3 separate regions of the Mus musculus genome follow, and all the other regions are linked to region 2. A link is a contact called in public Hi-C and HiChIP or PLAC-seq data. All regions are on one chromosome and are shown on one strand. Each heading gives the region's core, a stretch centred on a gene start, on an enhancer-like site or on the middle of the called end of the contact. The rest is flanking DNA. Distances are from core to core; before and after follow the strand shown. Region 1 overlaps 1700034P13Rik (RIKEN cDNA 1700034P13 gene). Region 2 overlaps Sgk3 (serum/glucocorticoid regulated kinase 3). Region 3 holds the start of Tcf24 (transcription factor 24).

Region 1 (2,700 bases), core at 138-2,637, 89 kb after region 2:
AAATAGGACTTGGTCTATAAGACACTAAAAAAATCAGAAATGGGGCAGAGTCCAGAAAATATTCCAAGACTGGTGCATATACAAGATCTTACACATTTTCAAAGTAGCATTTCAAATTAGTTGAGAGAAGATAAACATCTCAGAGATAATTTGCTATCTTCAGACTTCTGGTATTTTAAGATCTAAATGTCTCCTGTAATACAAAAAGAAAAAAATCATGAAATTATTTCTAAAGTGAATAGAAACAAATATTTTTAATGAACTTTGGGTAGGAAAGTACTTTCTGAGGCTGACAGAAGGCCATGAAGAAAACGACAGATTGGCCAGATCCAGAGATTTAACACCTTGAGCTCAAACCTGTTCTTCCTTGCATATTTTCTTCTCCTCAGGAGTCCCAGAGGCTAGCCGTGTTCAGCAATGACAGCATGTAAGGAACAGGGCTTGGAGCGGGGAGGTGTCCTGTGGGCTGGGCTGGGCATCACTGCATGCCCGGGGAAGAAAAAAGGATTTCACATTTAGGGGGTTGATATATAGGCTTGCCAAACATTTTAAAATGAATTAAATGGAGTAAAGATTCACTTATACCTTCCCCTCAACACCAACATAATTTCCACACTGTACAAGACAACATACTGAAATAAAGAGATGAGCAGGGTGTAGTAGTCCACACCTGTAAACCCAGTGCTTGGTGGCAGAGATGTGTATGCTCACAGTTCCAGACCATCCTGTCCTACATAATGGAATTCTAGGTCAGTTAAAGCTACGTATCAAAAAGCCAAAATAGGGGCTGGAGAAGTCGGTGCTTAAAAGTACTTGTCCTACCAGAGGACCCAAGTGCTTTCCCAGTGCCGTTATCAGCACAAGGCTCTGGGAACCCAAGCTCCAGGGGATCCCATACTTTCTTCTGGTGTTCATGGGCACAGGTAAACATGCACGCGCATGTGCGCGCGCGCGCGCGCGCGCACACACACACACACACACACTGTAAATAATAACAGTTTTAAAAGTAATCCAAGTATGGTGACACACACCTGTGTTCCCAAAACTTGGGAGACAGAGCAAAAATATTAGGATTCTTGGCTACACTGTAGTGAAAACTTTGGTTTCTTAAAAAACCCAGTTACATGAATATGTTTTTGGTTAATCCCAGGTGTGGGGTAAGAGGCTGCATATAGCAGGCGATTACGATTTGCCTTGTGTACTAACAGGGCTGTGATTTTTGCCAGCTGCAGATAGTTCAATTCTGGGGATTCCAGAGAAGATACAAATGAGAGACCCCGAGAGGGCCTGTGGGGGTTGCTGCTCTCCTTGCTGCTGTGTTTGCTTCAGTTACTGGTTTGCTGCACTGTTGAATATTCTGACAAGTATTGGGATTGCTCAACGTCCCTATTCAACAGGAAGTGGCCTAGAGTAGTGTGCATTCCCCTTTCTCTCTAACCTTCATTTCCTCCTAACTACTGTGGAGGCGGAAGGGATCAGGGTGGGAAAAAGGTTGGAAGGGAGGCAGAGGTATAAGAATCCAATAAAAGGACAGCCAGGGCTATACAGAGAAACCCTGTCTCGAAAAACCAAAAAAAAAAAAAAATAATAAAAAAAAAATAGTAAATTGATATACCAACACTACACAGCAAGTTCAAGGCCAGCATAGGCTACCCTGTCTCAAACAATGACTTACAAAAAGAATATCTTCAATTGTAACAAAGGATTATTATTTATAATATATAAAGAATTTATTTAAAAAAAAAAAAAGAAACAAAAGCAAATAACCAAGGGGTTGGGAGACAAAGTAGAGAATTGTCTTGGTTAATGCTTTATGCTGGGAAGGGACACCATGACCAAGGCAGTTTATACATTTAAAAAAGGCATTTAATTGGGTGCTTGCTTACTGTTTTAGAGGGAAAGTCCATGACCATCGTGGAGTGTATCAAAGTAGCAGGAGTGGAGGAACTGGGAAGAGTGCGCGCGGGGGGTGGGGAGGGGGCCAGTGGCCACGGGGGCGGGGGGGGGTGGCGGGGAGATAAAGGGGAGTGGAAGAGAACTGGTGTCCAACCAGAGTTCCAGTGCTCTGGGCGGGCAGACTGCTGCACGCTTTCCGCAGCCCAGGGTGGGTGTCTGCCTGTGGGAAGCCACAGAATTCCAGCTCGGCCTGGGGTGGGGGGTGGGGAGTGGGGGCGTGGACAAAGGGCAGCCCTAGGCTCCAGGTTCTCAGCCTTGGGCATTCCATGCTGGATACTACGGAATAGCTGAGAACAGAATGCCTCCCACCCCCAGGGGGTGCGGCTCAGTCAGCTCGGTCAGTCCCAGGGCCAAAGGGAGGAAAGGGCAGGGAGAGAGGGTAGTTCTCACTTGGTGGGGGGTAGTTCCCACTTGGTAGGGGTGGGGAGGTGGGGGCTGTGAGGATGGTAACTACGTGACAGGAGCCAGGTGCTCAGGAGACATGGCTGAACTCTTGCCGTCCCATGCAGGTGGAAATCTCTGGCCATCGGGGCTCTGGGGTTCAAGACCTATGCTTGACTGGAGACCAGGCTGCCAGTGCTCAGCCACTGCCCCTCAAAAGAGCTTACGTCCTAATCCAAGGCAGCAGGCAGAGGGAAACTGAGATTGGGCCTAGCCTGGGCATTTGAAACCTCAAAGCCCTCTCCCAGTGACATACTTCCTCCAACCAAGCCACACCCCCTAATCCTCCCTAGGCAATCCACC
Region 2 (2,748 bases), core at 112-2,611:
GGCCCTAGAATCTTGGTGCGTCCAATGGAAACAGATTTATCTTCTATCTTGCCAAATCCCCACACTGGATCCTCATCCTGCCAAAACAGCTATTACGGGAGAAAAGAGCCTTGTAGAAACCTCTGACAAGCATCAAGGGAGGAGGAAGGCTACTGACGCATAGCTTGTCAACAGCGATTGTCCATTTGGTTCCTGGCTTACAGCCCTTATAACCAACCACTCTACTCTCACTACCAAAAAAAAAAAAAAAAAAAAAAGTACTCTGCCCAAAAAACACTCTTGCTTGTGATTTCAGAAATCAGTATCACTATGAAAAAGCTGATGAATCGGGACTGCTGAATCCTATCATATCTGCACTTACACTGCCTGCTTAACTGGGTGAGAGCCAAAAACATTTTGGGACATGATTATGGATTGCCAAACTCTAACCAGGTGGCAACTACTAATTCCGTAAGTAACTCCAGATGAGGTATGTTGGGTCGGTGACTATTAGGATAATCCCTGATGACAAGTATATGGCTTGTGACCCGATAAACATCTCTTCTACCATCAGTGAGAGACACAGAGATGCTGTCACATGACAGAAACAGCAGTACCTACTGTTCACTGTCATACCAGAGGGCTAATGTGTGCACTGCTGTCATGGTATGGTCTAGACTCCAGAGCAGTGGTCCTCAACCAGCGAGTCTCAACCCCTGTGGGGATGACCGACCCCATCACAGAGGTCATGTATCAGATATCCTGTACATTATATATCTACACTACAATTCATAATAACAGCAAAATTAAAGTTATGAAATAGCAACAGAAATAATTTTATGGTTGGGTGTCACCACAACGTGAAGAACTGTATAAAAGGGTGACAGCATTAGGAAGGTTGAGAACCACTGCTCTAGAGGGACCTCCACAGGCCATCACACTGATCCACCACACTGATGACATTAGCTTCATTGTCCCAGTCAACAAGAAACAGCAGAACACTGTGGACACCTATGCAGATCGTTCCCTAGGCTTCGCTGCTCAGAGACAGGATGTCCTGTCTCAAGTGAGAGATGACACTGCCTCCACTGAGCCATGAGCAAAACAACCCAGACTTCATGTCTGGAGAGAAACCCGCAAGGACTGCCAATTTTTATTGACACCTACTCTATAAAAAGGTGCTATAAAGAGGAGAGCTGCCCTAGTCCCTGCCTTGTCACACTCAACAGAGATAGAAATGACGCTGGAGGGAAGGATGGTTTGAGGTGTCTCTGATGAGTGTCAGGAGAAGAGTGACAGCTGCTGCCCCTCAGCGTTTGCCAACAGCTACTGCCCATTTGGTTCTCGGTTTGGTACTCTGCCTGGGAAGAGTTTGAACAGTTCTCTGTGCACATCCAAGTACTGAAAACAGGAACAGGAAATGAATAGGGCACTATTTGAGTCACTATGTATGTACAACAGCATTTCACTTGATATAGTAAAGGCAAAACTGATTTGTGGCAGGTCTAGATGGCCTAAGTTTATGTGCAGGGATAAGTGTTAGATTACAGGATTTAAACCAAGATGGTCGGATGTTGGAGGTTTTTAATCCATGTATCACACTATCTCGTCAATACATATATACATATTCAGGAATAAATGGAGAAGACTTGTGAAGTTTTTGTTTTCTTTTTTGGTTTGAGACAGGCTTTTTCTATGCTGCCCAGGCTGGTCTTGAACTTCTGGGCTCCAACAGCCCTACCTACCTCAGCCTCCTAAGTAGTCAGGGCTCTCCAGGAGCATGCCACCGTGCCTGTCTTTTGTGAACTTACTTTTAAGTAGTCAAAAATAAAATTAGGAAAAAGTAACATTATTTTTACTAGAAATTCAATTCTTCTTTATTCCATAAAAGCCAAGCAATCAAATTCTACAGAAGTGTCCTCTGATCACACTAAACAGAGCAGAATGAAGAGGCCTGTCCAAAAAAGGGGGGTGGTGGTGGGGGGGGGAACAGGAAAAGTCGTTCAGGTCACATGGGACTAAATGGGAAGTTTGGGGGAAGTTCAATTGTATTAGCTTTTCAAATAATAGTAACAATAATAGCAATAATAGCAATAATAGTAATAACAGGAAAGGGGTTTCTCTTCACTCTAGCAGCAGGACTGAAGATCATCTTGCAGTTGTTCTTGGGGGCAGCTGACCGGCCTTGGCATATGAGACATGGCTCCATTGAGACTAAATCATCAGATGCTAATTCACAGCAGAAAAGGTAAGCTTACAATCCAGGCATCATTACTACAGGCACATTCAACAAGACAGAAAGAAATGGGTCAGGAAAGAAGACCTGTCGGAGACCAGCCAGATCTGAAGAGGGACAACGGATACAGCAGCGGAACACAGCAGCTGGTAAACAGTACACAGCAGCTCTCACCTGGGAGCGATTCTGCAACAGCTGAAGACGTTTCTAGTGGTCTATACTCGGGGGGAGGGGCGGGGGGGGGGGTCAGGAATGTCACAGAGCATCTAATATGCACAGGACTTCCCCACAGCAAGAAAATTATCTGATCCAGTGTCAGTGCCGAGGTCATGAAACTAGTGCAGAATGATAATGCTGAGAGACAGCCATTTTTCTTTGGTGATATGGCCCACTGGAGTATGGACAGCCACACATGTGGGCTAAAATGGTGTCTGCGTCCGGTCCACTACAGGGCTAGGGCCTTTCAAGGAGGCAGGACGCAGGAGTTACGACTGCTTGTTCCCCATGCCATCGCCGGGCGGGCACTGGGATAT
Region 3 (2,700 bases), core at 50-2,549, 110 kb before region 2:
TGTCCAGGCGTCTCTGCACAGCCACAGCCCACCTAACCTCCCTCTGTCTGTGTGCCTCTCAAAGCAGGGAAGCCTGGATAGTTATGAACCTTTTCTACCAACAGTGTGTCCTGGGTACTTTATCACCTTTTTCTGCATGTCAATTAAATGCTGGTGTGTTTTTGTTTGTAAATACAGGAATCTGTCCTTGAAGGAATCTGAAAGCTCGCTAACAAAAAACGATATCCATGAACCTCACCTTCTCCAAAATCCAAAAGTAAAGGAAAATTTGTCTGAGAAAAAGGAGTAAATTCAGCCTCGAGTGATTTGATTTCTTCATAGAACTAGGCAACAGCATGTTTTGAGGGTTTGTGGACTTCACTTATCTCGGTGTGTAAGTTGTTTGATTTGTTTCTTTATAGAATCTGAGACTTTGCTTTATGTGCGTGAATTCTGGGATCTATTTACTTTATTAGCTATTAAATAAAATTTGCCAGGAAATAAAATGTGGTTTCGTATTATGTGGTTTCTTATTCAACACAAGTCCTTTTGAATCAAGGAAATCTGAGTGTGCGTTCTAAAGCCTAAAGCCCATTACAGTCTTAGAATCACCGTGATTCACTGACAAGTCCACGTTTCGGTCCATCGTGGTATAAAAAGTCCTGCGTTGCTATCTTACTGTTTGGTATTCCCGACGTGGAAAGTTAGAAATCTGCAGCGAAATGTTCGCGAATCTATAAACTAGCCTTGCCCTCAGTGACATTTCATATCTGATACTCAGAACCTGCAAAGAGGAAACCGCGCTGATTCCTATCCCGGTTCAGAGAATCTGGCTGGGCTGCGGCGAGAACCGCGTCCGCCACGGGCTGCAGCACTGAGTCCCGCCGGCGCCGGGGTCAGCCTGAGCCTGTGGGCGAGCGGGTGCCGAGGCCGGAAGGCGGCCGTGGCGGTGGCGGGTCTCTAGGTCACGGTGTACTGAGGAAAGGCTTCTACTGCAAGAATCTTCACCTTGTAGAATTAAAGGCGGACGGGGACGCACACGCGACGGCTCTGCTCCTGAAGTCCCGCTGTACTAAACCCCCGGGTCCCGTCCCAGCTGGACCACCGTAAACTACTCTCAACCTTCCGGCCAGAGGGGGCGGGGCCAGGCGTCCGCCCCACCCCCGAGCGGTTTGATTGATGAGTCTATCCGCCGAGGGGGCGGCTCCGGGACGCCGCTGCCCCTAACCCAAGGGCTCGGGTGGGAGACCCTCTCGGCCCGACGTGGCTTTGCTGGCTTCGGACGCCCACATAAAAGGCGGCGCAGAGCCTGGACAAGGATGGAGTGACCCACCCGCTCGACGCCCTTGGCCGCCTAGCCCTGCTCAGCCGAACCCCGCACGGCCGCTGCGGTGGGGGGAGGAAAGGTGAGGTGACGCCAAGTCCGAGGTGAGGCCGAGTCCTGCAGCCCCGTTTCCCCGGGCGGGCGGGCGGGCGGGCGGGCGGGCGGGGTGTGTCAGCGGGGACCGGAGCCTGAGCCCTGGGCGCCTTCAGGAGCAGCTCAGCACCTGGGGACTCGAGGGCGAGGGCGAGGCCGCGAGGCCGGGGCTCACGGCCGCCCGCTCCTTTGCAGTGCACGCCGGGGAAATCGGAGCCGGAGTCGCCATGGAGCGCGGCCGTCCCGCTAGCAGCCCACGCAGCGCGGAGTCCGCCGCGCCGCCCGCCGCCGCCCGCGACTGGAGCCCAGGACCGACCGGGACCGGGCCAACAGGCCTCAGCGGGGTCGCGGCGCGCTCCGGGGGTGGCCGTCCAGCCGCCGCGAACGCCGCGCGGGAGCGCAGCCGAGTGCAAACCCTGCGACACGCCTTCCTGGAGCTGCAGCGCACGCTGCCGTCGGTGCCGCCAGACACCAAGCTGTCCAAGCTGGACGTGCTGCTGCTGGCCACCACCTACATCGCCCACCTCACCCGCAGCCTGCAGGACGACACCGACGCGCCCGGAGACCCCGGTCTGGGCGCCTTGCGAGGCGACGGCTATCTGCACCCAGTTAAGGTAGGCGACTCTTCTGGGCTAGGAGCCCTCGAGCCACACTGTCACCGCCTGAGCAGATCCCACGGATCTGGCATTCCTCCCAGCCACCTGGGCGATGGTGACAAGGTCCCCACTGCAAGAGGCTGCTTCTTAACAGTTTGCAATCTAGAGGCTGGAGCGTTTAATTCTACCTGGACTCGCACACAAATTTCTCAAGCTTGGTAAAGATTTTCGGTCTTTCAGGGTGAAAAATAGGTCGGCTGTTGTACCTTCTGACTACCTGGTAACAACTAAGTTACATTCATGCCTTCGAGTGTCAAGTGTCTTTAACTTAAATAGTTGCATTCCTACTGTCTTTTTCTTGAGCTAATCCAAAAGCTTCATGAATTAAACGGAATCATGGAACTAATTCTTGGCCCCTAAAGTAATTATTAAAAAAAAAAAAAACCTGCCAAAATCATTAAAAACAAATGAGAGCATTCAGCATCCCCATAGAGTAAAATTTCAATCACAGTTAAATCTAGTGGAATATACAGCCACCAAGAATGTTAGAAGAAAACCCATGTTTCCATTAACTGTCATATTAGATTGCCTGTATGTTGAGTGAATTGGTCTGTATTCAGATTAGCCAAGAGAAACCATTTTGCATGATTTCTTTACGTATATGTGAAGTGGTCATGAGTGGGACTTGCATTTTCACCGTGGTGCAGT

Evidence for each region. A called contact is a pair of places that touch in the nucleus more often than the background predicts. HiChIP or PLAC-seq counts read pairs in DNA pulled down with a chosen protein or histone mark.
Region 1: a Hi-C map of bone marrow-derived macrophages shows a contact between it and region 2, with 2.3 times the contacts expected there. The contact joins two enhancer-like sites. A contact is called at or near these places in 2 of 15 datasets of contacts at CTCF or cohesin (the NIH/3T3 cell line and large pre-B cells), 32 of 484 Hi-C or Micro-C datasets (the 63-12 cell line, CD4 T cells, the CH12 cell line and 22 more), 6 of 115 datasets of contacts at active chromatin or transcription factors (CD8 T cells, bone marrow-derived dendritic cells, embryonic stem cells and 2 more) and 2 of 9 other capture datasets (adipose tissue and embryonic stem cells).
Region 3: a contact with region 2 is called in an H3K4me3 HiChIP or PLAC-seq map of the 230-238 cell line, with 20 read pairs. The contact joins the promoter of Tcf24 here to the enhancer-like site in region 2. A contact is called at or near these places in 3 of 39 promoter capture datasets (the C10 cell line, cranial neural crest and embryonic stem cells), 1 of 15 datasets of contacts at CTCF or cohesin (the NIH/3T3 cell line), 4 of 484 Hi-C or Micro-C datasets (embryonic stem cells and regulatory T cells), 5 of 115 datasets of contacts at active chromatin or transcription factors (the 230-238 cell line, effector CD8 T cells, embryonic stem cells and 1 more) and 5 of 9 other capture datasets (adipose tissue, embryonic stem cells, liver and 2 more).

Annotation. Positions count from the first base shown.
Region 1 is chr1:9,768,453-9,771,152 of GRCm38.p6, reverse strand. 1700034P13Rik (RIKEN cDNA 1700034P13 gene) reads right to left here. Exons shown (of 4, transcript NR_040462.1): 3 at 358-481; 4 at 1-193. Among named protein-coding and RNA genes, the nearest start is that of Gm39590, 6.4 kb to the left of the region's middle. Within about 2 kb of position 1,387, at least 40 of the 459 cell types and tissues checked have an H3K27ac peak or open chromatin away from gene starts, as enhancers often do. A contact at or near this core is called in bone marrow-derived macrophages, where this site is marked.
Region 2 is chr1:9,857,789-9,860,536 of GRCm38.p6, reverse strand. All of the region lies in intron 2 of Sgk3 (serum/glucocorticoid regulated kinase 3), which reads right to left. Among named protein-coding and RNA genes, the nearest start is that of Mcmdc2, 49 kb to the left of the region's middle. Within about 2 kb of position 1,361, at least 61 of the 459 cell types and tissues checked have an H3K27ac peak or open chromatin away from gene starts, as enhancers often do. A contact at or near this core is called in the 230-238 cell line, adipose tissue, bone marrow-derived macrophages and 3 more, where this site is marked.
Region 3 is chr1:9,966,409-9,969,108 of GRCm38.p6, reverse strand. It overlaps Tcf24 (transcription factor 24), which reads left to right and starts at 1,299. Exons shown (of 3, transcript NM_001285425.2): 1 at 1,299-1,385; 2 at 1,592-2,010. The coding sequence starts at 1,624. It overlaps Ppp1r42 (protein phosphatase 1, regulatory subunit 42), which reads left to right. Exons shown (of 9, transcript NM_145692.2): 9 at 178-487. The coding sequence ends at 289.